Regions from separate parts of the Gasterosteus aculeatus genome. Here region 1 is linked to region 2. A link is a contact called in public Hi-C data. All regions are on one chromosome and are shown on one strand. Each heading gives the region's core, a stretch centred on a gene start, on an enhancer-like site or on the middle of the called end of the contact. The rest is flanking DNA. Distances are from core to core; before and after follow the strand shown.

Region 1 (5,896 bases), core at 2,715-5,214, 120 kb after region 2:
AAAGCTTGTGCCTTTCATAAAACATTTCTGCTATTTTTTTATATTAGGAGAATAAAGTAATATTTTCAGAATAAAAGGGGGGGCTGGACTTTCTAGAATACTTATGGTCAGCTATTGAGCAGAGGATGACATTATCATCGTCACTCGTAGAAATATAACAACCACCGATAAGCCTCATTTTCAAGCAGAGGATTCTGCTGCTCAGTCTCTCTGTGTACAAAATAGGGAGACAATTATGTCCTCTCAGGGTAGGACATCTCCATGTGATCTTTCTGTAAACACATGCCCTTCATAGAAAATGTATTTTGTTTCTTTGTCTGTTACAGGGCTATGAAAGAGTCTATATGGACATTGCTGAAATCAACATTGATGTTCCTCGTGCATATTTCCTCCTGGAGCAATTTGTTGATAGGAGCTTCAGTATGGGAGTCATTGATGTAAAGTTGAGAGATCTCTGTCCCTGTCGGTAAGTGCACCGCACTGGATTTGTCACTTACACTCTCGTTTCCCTAAATGTTTTTTAAAACTATGTTCTCTCTGTTGTCAGAGGCCGGAAGAGATTTATCAGCGAGGGAGACGGGGGTGTCGTCAAAGCTGAAAGTTACTGAGCAGCCCTTTTTATGTGCCAGATTTCCTGGAAAAAAAGGATAAAGCTACTTTTCTACTTGTATATTTTTCAAAAAGGTCGGGTAATTTTTTTTCCTTCGAACAGTCAAAAGAATGTGCATTTCTAAAACTGAGGTAGGGTAAAAAAAAAATGAAATAAGTGGATCACTTTCTTCAAGATATTTCAAATAAACACGAACATAAGCTAACCCTTAAAGTGCCACACTTCGCAGTGTTAGTCATTCCATGTGGTTTTGTACAGTACTTCCTTGATTTCACTGCCACTCCTTTTTCTGTTTTTGTCAAAAGACTGGCTTGTGTCAAAAGCTTTATAATGGGGTAGAAAGAAAAAATAAAGACACAGGAGCATGTTGGTTAAATGCAATAAATCCTCCCAAAGTAGCTGCTGTTTCTATGCTGTGCTGGCTTTTTCTTTTTTACCCTTTAAATTACAAAGATATTATTATTGAAGGTATCAAGACACGAGTAAAGAACAAAAACAAACACCATTTGAGGAACCTCACAAAATTGTGTTTATTTTTATATCCAGGAAATACTGGTGTGTGAAATGTACCACGTATTGCTCCTTGTTTGTTCCTTAAATGATTGTCAAACAATCCAAGACTGGTTTTGTGAATGTCACACTAACACACAACACAAACTACTGCTTTCTTTGATACAAAACATGAATCTTAGATTCACTCAAAAAAGAAGCTGTTGAATTTTGTATGCAAAACGCCAAATTACAGATACAATGATACAAATAGAACAAGTACGCAGGTCTTAGTAGCCAACCACACTGAAAAATATGCCGAGTGATAGATCTAATCCTTTGACGTGAGACAAGTGGTCGAGCAACGTTGACTGCTCCCTTCTTATCCGTCCCGTCTTCATATTGCACTTGACTGTCCATGCAAACTCTATTAGCGCGTGTACACGCCTCGTCTTTGCCATCCATTGAAAGGAATTTTCTGCCAATTAGACTATTGCAGCGGTTTTGCGGATTCCTTCATGGCCAGGTCCTGCATCTTGACCGCCTCCTGAGCCTCCATCTGCATCTTCTCCAGTTTCTCTAGAGTGACTGATTTGAGTGGGAGCAGCTTTGGCTTACACAGAACCATGGTAGGTACATCTTCCATGGAAAGTTGCCCTGTGGATGTCACCAGAAAAACAAATAAAACCGTTCTTATCAACTAATCTTGGCTTAAATGCAAACTTTGTGACACTTATTGTTGCTATATTTCACATAAGCCTCTTGCATATTCTTGGTGAGAAATGTATCTACTAATTTAAATACAATACTGTGAGACCAGCACTATAAAATAAGTGTTTACAAAATGATGTAGTTTCTAGTGCAACCCCCATGAATTTTCAAAAATGGGACAAAAGTTAAATCAGGTTACATTTGAGTCTTTCATTTGTTAAACCTCGACAGTTGCTTGCTAATGTTTTTAATGTCTATTACACTGATGGTCCATTCTTAACAATCACTCTCACTAAATGGAAATTTCACACATCTGTTGCTCTGCCCTTGAACAACTTGTACCCATTAGAAACCATTTCAACCAGAACACCAGAAAGGTACTGACCTTTTTATATTACACAACTGTATACATACAGAAACCGGCTCTGTGTTGAGCTGTAAAGAGTGAACCCATAGCACAGAGCACCCACTCACTAGAAATGTGCAAAAGCTTGCAAAGCTAAACAGTTCACATGTTGTGTTGAGCACCACAAACACTCTTTTGTTTGTATTAACTGCTGTGATACAAACCTTGCTTAGGCAGAACTTCTCTGAATATAGACTTGACCTCTGGCATTGTGTCCTCTGAGTGCTTGCTGAAAGGTACAGTAAACACATTATTTTAATCCATTAAACATTTTTATCTGGCATAGCCTTGCACTTGAAGATGACAACAAGAAGATATGCCAACTATTTAAAAATGCTACAATGTGAGCTAATCTAACCAGCTGCTAATGCTGTAGTGTATTGAGGGATCGCAGGCAGGCAAGATTGGGTTTTACCGCAAGTTTAGTTTAGACCAAAGCATCTTCATCTTTATAAATCTCATACACGGAGAACACAAAACAGCCTGTCGCGAAAGGAAACATGATATAATGTAGCACCCACACTGTCTCGTGGTGTATTTGTGAAATGTAGCGGTTGTATTATGTTAAATGTTCACTTATTTAAAGGAGGTTAAAGCGAAAGATAGCGTTCAGGTTGACAATACGTTAGTTGATGAATACCCGAATAACATTATTTCACCATTAAGCTATGCTATGTGATTGACTAGGACGTGGGCCTAAATGTCCTCGTATATTTTACAATAATAGCTAAATTGTCTGTTAACGTTAGCTCAACACAAAACTAGCCAACGCTAGCTAGGTTTAGCAGGTAGCAACACGTATCGTTTAACGTTACTCAGTTTAAGAAGCGGAGGATACGTCTCTTTTGTCAAATAACCAGTGAATTACACGGACCATACACTGCTACGTGTTTCCGTGTACGTGTGTGAACACGTTAAAGGGGTTTCTATAAAAGAAAATACGGAATCGTTTTCAATCACTTGAAATAATCCCACCTTTAGCACTTGGAGGAGATTTAAACGGTTGTCAAGTAAACTCAATCACGTGATCTTTTCCTTCGCGTAATCTTCTTCTTTGTTGGGATTTTACGGCAGTACGTTACCATTATATCGCATTACTGCCCCCCTCTGGATCTATTACTAGCGCATCGTCATAGTAGGTCCTTTTTTCTTCGCGTTTTTTCGTTCCCTGCCTGTAAATCCGTTTAAATAACATTTTTGCTCACTGTGTTTATGTGTAATGTGTTTCAAGTGATTGTAGTTAGTGTGCAATTAATGTATGTATGCACTGTAACTAAAGTTTAGGCTACTTTATTCTTACATTCCACTGCATTTCAGAGGAACGTTTTGTACTGTTCACTGATATAACAATTGGACAGTTATATTTACGAATTGCTCTTCATTATATCATTTAAAAAATACCGAGGATCATGTCAAACCCAAAGTCCCACATTTAAAATAACACATATTCGCATATGTATCTATCTTTGTCGTTTTAAATGAGGAGATTGTAAATATAAGAATTTTAACTGAATAGGTTACATTTCTTGGGAATGATCATAGCAAACACACTTTATTATCCAAAGAAAAGCGTTATTTTCAGGATGTTTCGTAACAGTTTGAGCGTTGAGCTTTTACACAACACTAACACTGCAACAAAACAATTAATTGCACCGTATAAGATATATTGAATAAACGAAGCCAATGTTTTATCCACGACTTTTTGATTGTATTTCAAAGTCTCGTGATAACATTGGTTCGGGGTGCGAATGACGCAGTTCGGCGGCGGCGGCGGAGGGCGGAGGAGGAGGAGGAGGGAGGAGGGAGCGGAGCAGTAGTGTAGGACAAGAGGAGGAAGCAGAAAGGATGGCGGAGTCACACCTCTGAAAGGTAAAACAGCGATATTATTACCACATTGGCAGTGGACGCGTTGCCCCCGTAGCCCCCGTAGCCCCGCTGTCTAGAGACCACACCGCCGCAGCTCTCTTGTCACTGCGCGGGTAAACGTTTCAGTGTCATTTCGGGGTGGAGAGAACGAACGCACTCTTTTGTTCCGCTTCGGAATGGCCGCTGTTTTTTTTTTTTCAGTGTTTTCTTTTCTTTTTTTCTCTCCTCGGCGCATATTCAACACGGGGACGGTCTGTGTGCCGTGTTGCAGTTAGTTTGCACATCGTGTGCCGCAAGTGGCCGCTAAGCTCGGAAATCAAATGCATTCCAACGACCAGTTTCCCTTTCTGGCGTCCGCTGCCCGACGGCGTTCCGCTGGCTGCAGCAGAGATTTCCTCCTCTCGGTCCACCTCACGGCTGATGGGTCGGTCCGTGTACGACAGCCGCTCTGCCCGCGGCCTACACACCGCCAGCTCCGCTGAGAGCTAACCGCTGGATGTGCGTGAATATATCAGGGGGGAACTCTGGAGAGCACTAGCACCGTGTCCTACGAGTAGCAATTCACGTTTGTTGCATCATGTCACGTGAGCCTTTAACGTTTTTCCCCTCGTTTGAGTCGTTATCTTGCTGGTTGAAATGCTGTTAGCTGGTGGGCTAGCTTGCTCGCTAGCTGACGTTAGCAAGTTAGCCGTCTGGCACCACTGACGTTTGCTTGGCTGTTGACGTTTTATCTAAGCTGCTTTTATTTCCTTCCCGGTTGTTAGTCGTTTCGGTAGCCAGTGCGCCTTTCGGTTGGTTCTTCGAGATGTGTATTAAAACATTACGTTAGCTAACTTGCATATGTTCTCCCAGTTCCCTTTTCTAAGCTGGTTTAGCTAACATTAGACATCTCCAGCCTACGTGAGTTGGCTAACGATAATTAACGCTAGTTAACGTTGACTGTCGCCCATTGTTTAACTCTTTACGTTGGTTAGCATTATTACTGTTCGCGTCTAGGTAGCGTATATTTTGTCACAGTAACGTTAGTGATAGTTCATTCAAACAGCGGTGCGAACCCATATGTGCTTTCCTTAGGTAACAATGTTGTCTGCATTTAGCAGTTTCATACGGCTACTTGATTTTCCCGAACTGACATCGTTTTTGTTTCGAAAGACTTTGTCATCGGCCCTCTTCGCCTTTCAAACCGGCCGCTAGATGCGTCCTGTGGGTCGTAACGTTAGCGGATAGATGCCACCTCACCCCTGGTTTGCTCCCCACCCCAAATATCCCACAGACGACCACTTTCACTGACATGCCAGGTCATCCTTTGTATTTCCTTGCACTTAGTGTCGTGCTGTCAGTCAGAAACACAGAAGCGGTATTTCTTACATGTCGTCATGTTATACCAGTTCTACAGTAACTTGATGGGCCACAGTGATGCATTTCTTATTGACTCGTGGAGGCATTGTAATGGACAAACACAAGCAGGAGAACGGCCACTTCCACTCGGGCCTGTAGGCACTGGCATCGTCTGGGGGCCAAGATCTCCCCAAAGGAAACTACCTTCGTTTTTATGTGGGCTGCAAGTGCCATGAAGGGTGTCGTTGCACTTTATGGTGGTGTTATTGGTGAGGATGGCTGTGCATTAGCGTTTCTCTGGAGCTGTACAAGTTCAATCTTGTATTCGTTTCTTAGTATTGTTCTTTAATATAACTCTGAATATGTGGAATAAGTTTGGTCCTGGTGCTTGTCTTTTTTACATTTGTTTTTTTGGTGTTTCAGGTTTTGGGGAAACATCTGCATATATTTAAAATCTGCAACTTAGAGTATACCTG
Region 2 (5,527 bases), core at 2,326-4,825:
AATCCTGATGGCTGGCTGCTTTTAATGAGCTTCGACAATCAAGAGAAGCAGAAGAGGAATGTGTAACTTCCTTTTCAAGTTTTAGGGTTGCTGTTTTTTTTTTTTTCCTGGCTAAGAGGACCCGTGTAATGATGTGTTGATTCCCTTTTGCATGTCCATCTAGGAGATTTACCGCCGAGAGTCATTGGTGATGTGTAATTCGTGTAACTGGTTGAAGGGTCAAATGTCCTCCCCCCCCCCCATATAGAAGTAGGTCAAATTGTGTGTGTGTGTGTGTTAAATGGGTTTGCGAGAGTGTATTGACTGATATCTGGCCTGGAAATCTGATCCTCCCGCTTTTTAAGAGCCCATCCAGTAATTATGTCAGACATCTTGGACGGCCTGAGAAGTTATCCATTATTTATGTATTCACAAGTTTGGAATCTAGGGCAGCTATATTTCATTTTCTCCCCATCGCACGCGCTTCGACTACTACCGTTTGCTTCGGCAGGACGTTGCATGAAACCGAAGCAGCGACTGTCAGTGCTGTGCTCAGCTGCTGTTGCTTTTTGAAAAGAGGAAACGCACAAGTCCTGTCCGTGCCGCTCTTCAGGCCCAGGTGCTCTTTTGTTGCTGTTTATTTTTATCCCAGACAATGAACACTCGCATGAATATGCATTTTCCGTCTGCCTCTGCTCGGCCACGAGGAAACGCCTGGCATCACATCTGCACCAACTGTGTAGCAGGAACGTACGATGAGTGAGGCGTTGACTTTGCGGCGGCCGTTGTAATTAAGTGAACTGGGTATCTTTTTGAAACATCACTGCAAAAACAAAACAAAAATGTGGATGTCGTGTGCTGCATCAATGACTGGATGAAAAGGGGAATCACTGAAAGATTAGATCGCGGTTGATGACGATGACGCACAATGGTTAAAAAAAACAACTAAACCATCCAATCACGTAACCACAGGGCCTTTGGCCGTGGACTCGCTCCTAGCGGATTGAAACCATGCAGCTCGGTTCGAGAGAGCGAGAAAAGTTTGCGCATTTCAGTTGAGCTTCCCTGCTGTCACGACACGAGGAAGAGGCCGTCTCTGAACAACACTCTCACGCTCGTCTCTCCCATCAGCCCTCCAGAGTCACTGCGATATTTTTCAACAGGGTGCCGCGGCGGGCCGCTCTCGCCACCATGACGGAATCAGTCTGCCGCGGTCATTACACGCGTTTCATGTCGCACTCACAAAAACCCACAAGGCTTTTTTGTCCGACACTAGCTTTTGATTACACCGCTATCGTATATCACAGCGCGTGTGTGCGTGCGTGTGTAAGAGTGAGAGAGATACAAGGACGAGGGAAGGTTGAGTGCAGCGCCGACGAGGGATGTATGTATGATGTGCGTGGGTTGTGTAAGCGCTGTGGTGGGCAGCGCTTCCATCCACCCACCGGAAGGGCTTCAAAGAGCTCCTTTTTAAAAAGGCCCCCGCTCTGGAGGCACCATGACGCGTCTCAAGAACAAGCGGAGCGGCGAGGAAGAACCTCGCAGGAGCCATGGCGTATTTTAATGGAAGCGCTACTCAGCGTCGCTTGTGAGGCGGAGCTTTGCATTTGCTCGTGGGGACGGACGTTTGATTTAGGACGGGGTTCATGGGGAGGAGGGAGGAGGGAGGACGGGGAGGAAAGGTGTGGTGCTGTGACCCGGGGGGCCGGCTGGCTGCTCACTCGCATGTCGAGGCCAAAAGGCAGAGCTGCCCGCCTGCGTACCCATCTGGGGCCCCCACACACACACACACACACACCGGTAGAGTGGAAGCGCCCCTTTGTCTCAGGAGGAAAGGGGGGGGGGGTCTGTGGTGAGCCTGCAGGTGGTGCCCCGAGGATTCTTTAATTGTAATTTTTTGATGGGTGTGGAGCCGGATAAGAAATCTTTTTTGCCTTAATCCATTTTTGCAGGTAAATTGAATACATGCATTCAATTAACTGTAATATAATGTGCAATGTACCAGTTGAATTACATTTTGTCTGTATTCCAATTTAAAAAATATATACAAATCGAAACCATTTAATTGCGACCTCTCAGCAATTAAAATACAGGGATAAAATAAATAAAGTGACAACATCAAAACTCTTATTATGCACACATTAGCGTTTCCAGGTAACTCTCGGGAACTCGGGTTTGTGGCTTTCTTTGAATAGCCGGTCACATTATCAGCCCACAGAAGCTCACTTCCTCCCCCCCAGATAGAGAGCGTGGGTTTTCAAAGGCAGCTGTTTGCTGAGTTATACCCACAATGCAGCGAGGAAAAAGGACCCAATGGTTGCATCGGGCTTATTATTTGCTTGTAATCCCAGGAATCACCCACAGCTAAATACCACGGAAAGAAACCAGGCTTTTCCGTCCGTGTTGTCTTATTGTCGGCGAGGGATTGGATGTCCCTGCTGTGCGTGACGGTTTAGAGCGCAGGTCCCGGCAGCGACGGGCCACGTGTTATGTAATCCGCCACAGACGAAGCGCTTCCCATTCAGCCAACCTACAGTTCTCTGTGCCATTCATTAGACACTGGGAATACAAAGGTCAGAGCGACGACCCCCCCTTCCCCCCCTTCCCTCTCCTGCATTCGGGAGATTTTAAATATAGGTTCTTTTGATGTGCTTCTTTGTCCCTTTTGTGGATCTTTCTGCCCTTTTGTTCATCGAGGTCATGGCCGTGGATGTTGAGTTTGTCCATTGGTCTTAAATGAAATTCCTCCCCAACGGAGCTAAACGGAGCGAACCGCAAAGCATCAAGCTAGCGTTTAGCTCCTATAGCCACGGAGCGCTTCTCTCCGGGGGAGCAACTTAACCCGGGATGAAAGCAACGCCGCATGAACACTAATCTGCTGACGCGGCCTGTCGGCCTGTGATGTCACGACCTTCAACCAAACTGCGCTCCACCTCCAGTGGCGGCCGAGGACGCGGAGCTAGGGGGGCCGCACGGCAAAGCCACGGCTGTCTTTGTGTTACTAGCGTCTTCTATAAGGACCCGGGGGAAGCGGTAAGCCCCGTGGCCCGACGCGGGGGGGCCGCCCAGCTGCAGGAGGGCCGAGGCACGCAGGTATTAATGGTCACAAGCCGCCACTCATATCGTAAGCCGCAAGTGGCTTAAGCTCTCTGGGCCGTGGGTCTACACGATAAACAAGCCTTTCGGGGGGGGGATTAGAGACCCGCCTCTGGGGCATCGCCACTAGCTAGTAGCGCTTGAACTTTAACCCTTCAGGGAGACGGTAAGCGATAGTGCTGGTGGTGCAGATAAACCAGTCTCCTCCATTATCTTGAGTTGCCTGTTTTTAGTCGCAGGAGAACATCATGTTTTTTTTTTTTTTTCCTCTCCCCAGAATGAGTTCTGATATCCCGATTACCACGCAGCCTCGCGTGGAGCGCTGACTTCTCCTTCTGTCACAGTCACACACAGTAACACACTGTTCCTCCCGGCACCACCTTTTTTTTTTCTCTTCTTTGCCGGCGGGATCAGATCAGAGCACATCGTGCACGCAGAGATTAGGACAAATGTCCCGCCAGACGTTTTGTCATGTTCTGTGTACCAATGAAAGGCGCGCTGAGGGGGCACGCGTGCCGCCCGCCCAGCGGCACATGCGGAAGGTTGCCGGTGTGGCTGCTGCATGTTTCAACACTGACTCGGCACAAAGCGGCAGGTCTCCACGCTCCATAATGGGAGGTTTTCGGTCATCGGACCGGCGTGAGATATGCGCTGCCCGTGCGGTCGGCGTGCCCCTCGCCTCCTCTCCCCGCATTCATCATGTCAGTCTGGGTCAGGCAGAGGAGGGGGAGGGGGGGGGTTGTTGGTTATCTGAGGTTGTCTGCCGAGATGGCCGTTTTGCCGTCGACAGGGTGAGGGGCCTCCTGGCGCCTGGCGTGTGTTAACGCGACGCCAGCAGACACACGCGGCAGTACAAGTCCAGCGTGTCCCGCTCTCCCTTCACATCCGTCGTTCTTTATCAGGCGCCCTCCACCTCCACCCTGCCCCCCCCCCCCACCCTCCCTCTGGGTTTGTGACTCAGGAGAACGTTAGCGCGTACAACATGTTCTCACAGTGAGACGCGTCCTCTGAACGTTCACAGTATGGCTTTTGTTTTTTTTACATGTAATGTCAAATACACTGTGTCAGCTCTGCAGCTGCTGAATAAATAATGTATCAGCAATGCTGAAAACGTTCCCCCGTACATGGCCCACTTCATTTGTGAATGGTTTCTGCAGCGAGCGTGGCAAGTTGGAGAAGAGATGCCTGGTATTTAATGATCGTGTAATCTGAATTACATTGTTAAACAAAATGGTCAAAATTGGAGTTGTCCTGTCTGTAGCACCACCAAGACATCTCCCGAGAGGAGCTGCCTATACCATCACAATAGAAAGCGATTAATTGCTAGTTGATTTCTGTAGACGGGCGCAAGTGCATAAAAGTGTGTGTGTGTGTGTGTGTGTTCAGGCTCAGGCGAGACCAACGCACGTAGACATTTCACAGATAAAGAGCAAAGGTGGGCTCTCTCCTGTAATCACAACTGAATACAAAGACTGATGACCAGAGCCGGACGGATGATCATTACAAACCCCCCCGGCTCAAAAAACAACAACTTATCAGTGCCGTCCAAGCTGAACGCGTGCAGATGTACTTCAGTGCTCGCGTGTCTCCACTGGTCTGAACGCAGCCCGCCGCGGTCGCTTCTGTGAATTCCTTGCCGTGGTCCCCTGGGTCGTCATCTCCCCCAGAGATTCGTACCTGAGGTCCTGGGTGGCTCCGTCGGCTCTTAATGTGTGTCTCCACTTCTCCCTCCTGGCTAGCTGAGAGGGCTGCTGCTGGTAATGCAGCGCTGATTGGGTTATAACCACAATTATCACCCTATACCTCTTAAGTGGGAGCCATTAGCAGGATATATAGTACCACTGGCATGTCTGCAGTCCTGGACTAAGGGACTGTCAGGATGATGGAGGGCAGAGCCGAGCGGGGTCCGGGAAATGCCATTACACCCCCCCACAAAAACCCTCCCTCACACACACACACACACTCGCTCAGCCAAAACTTGTTTGTAATGCAGACGAGAGGAGTAACTAAAGCTGGGCGCAAAATAGCTAGAGTGCGGTCCCGAGGAGCACACGAGACGTGAAACATAGCAACCTGCGGTGTCGTGTGAACCATCAGCTGAGAACTTACAAAACACGAGCCTGGAGTCTGCAGCTGGCTGACTGTCACAAAGTAACAGTGTTTCTGAAATGAGTCCCCCTCAGATGCTCAGGACCCTGTAGGGGGTCGGGCTTTAAACCTCGCTTAGGGTGAACTCTCCCCTTTTTAAGAATCTTCTATTTAAGTTGTAGCTTCTAGTGAGACATTTTACGACCTTCATACGCCAACAGTTTGCATTTCACTGTACAGCCCGTGGTCATGTGGCTAATCATTCCATTTTCTCTTTTCTTTCTTTCCTTCCTGTGCAGACGAGCTCACCTGCGGCTCTGTCTGGAGAGGTTGAAGGCCCTCATACCCCTGGGACCCGACTGCA

What was found. Hi-C and Micro-C count contacts between places; a contact is called where the count stands out from the background.
Region 1: a contact with region 2 is called in a Hi-C map of skeletal muscle, with 2.8 times the contacts expected there. The contact joins the promoter of shoc2 here to the enhancer-like site in region 2. A contact is called at or near these places in 2 of 6 Hi-C or Micro-C datasets (both in skeletal muscle).

What each region holds. Positions count from the first base shown.
Region 1 is chr9:9,478,559-9,484,454 of fGasAcu3.hap1.1, forward strand. It overlaps shoc2 (SHOC2 leucine rich repeat scaffold protein), which reads left to right and starts at 3,965. Exons shown (of 9, transcript XM_040187413.2): 1 at 3,965-4,085. pdcd4b (programmed cell death 4b) reads left to right here. Exons shown (of 12, transcript XM_040187417.2): 11 at 327-466; 12 at 548-1,223. The coding sequence ends at 608.
Region 2 is chr9:9,360,291-9,365,817 of fGasAcu3.hap1.1, forward strand. mxi1 (max interactor 1, dimerization protein) reads left to right here. Exons shown (of 6, transcript XM_078080479.1): 4 at 5,463-5,527. Among protein-coding and RNA genes, the nearest start is that of mxi1, 23 kb to the left of the region's middle. Within about 2 kb of position 3,576, at least 3 of the 9 cell types and tissues checked have open chromatin away from gene starts, as enhancers often do.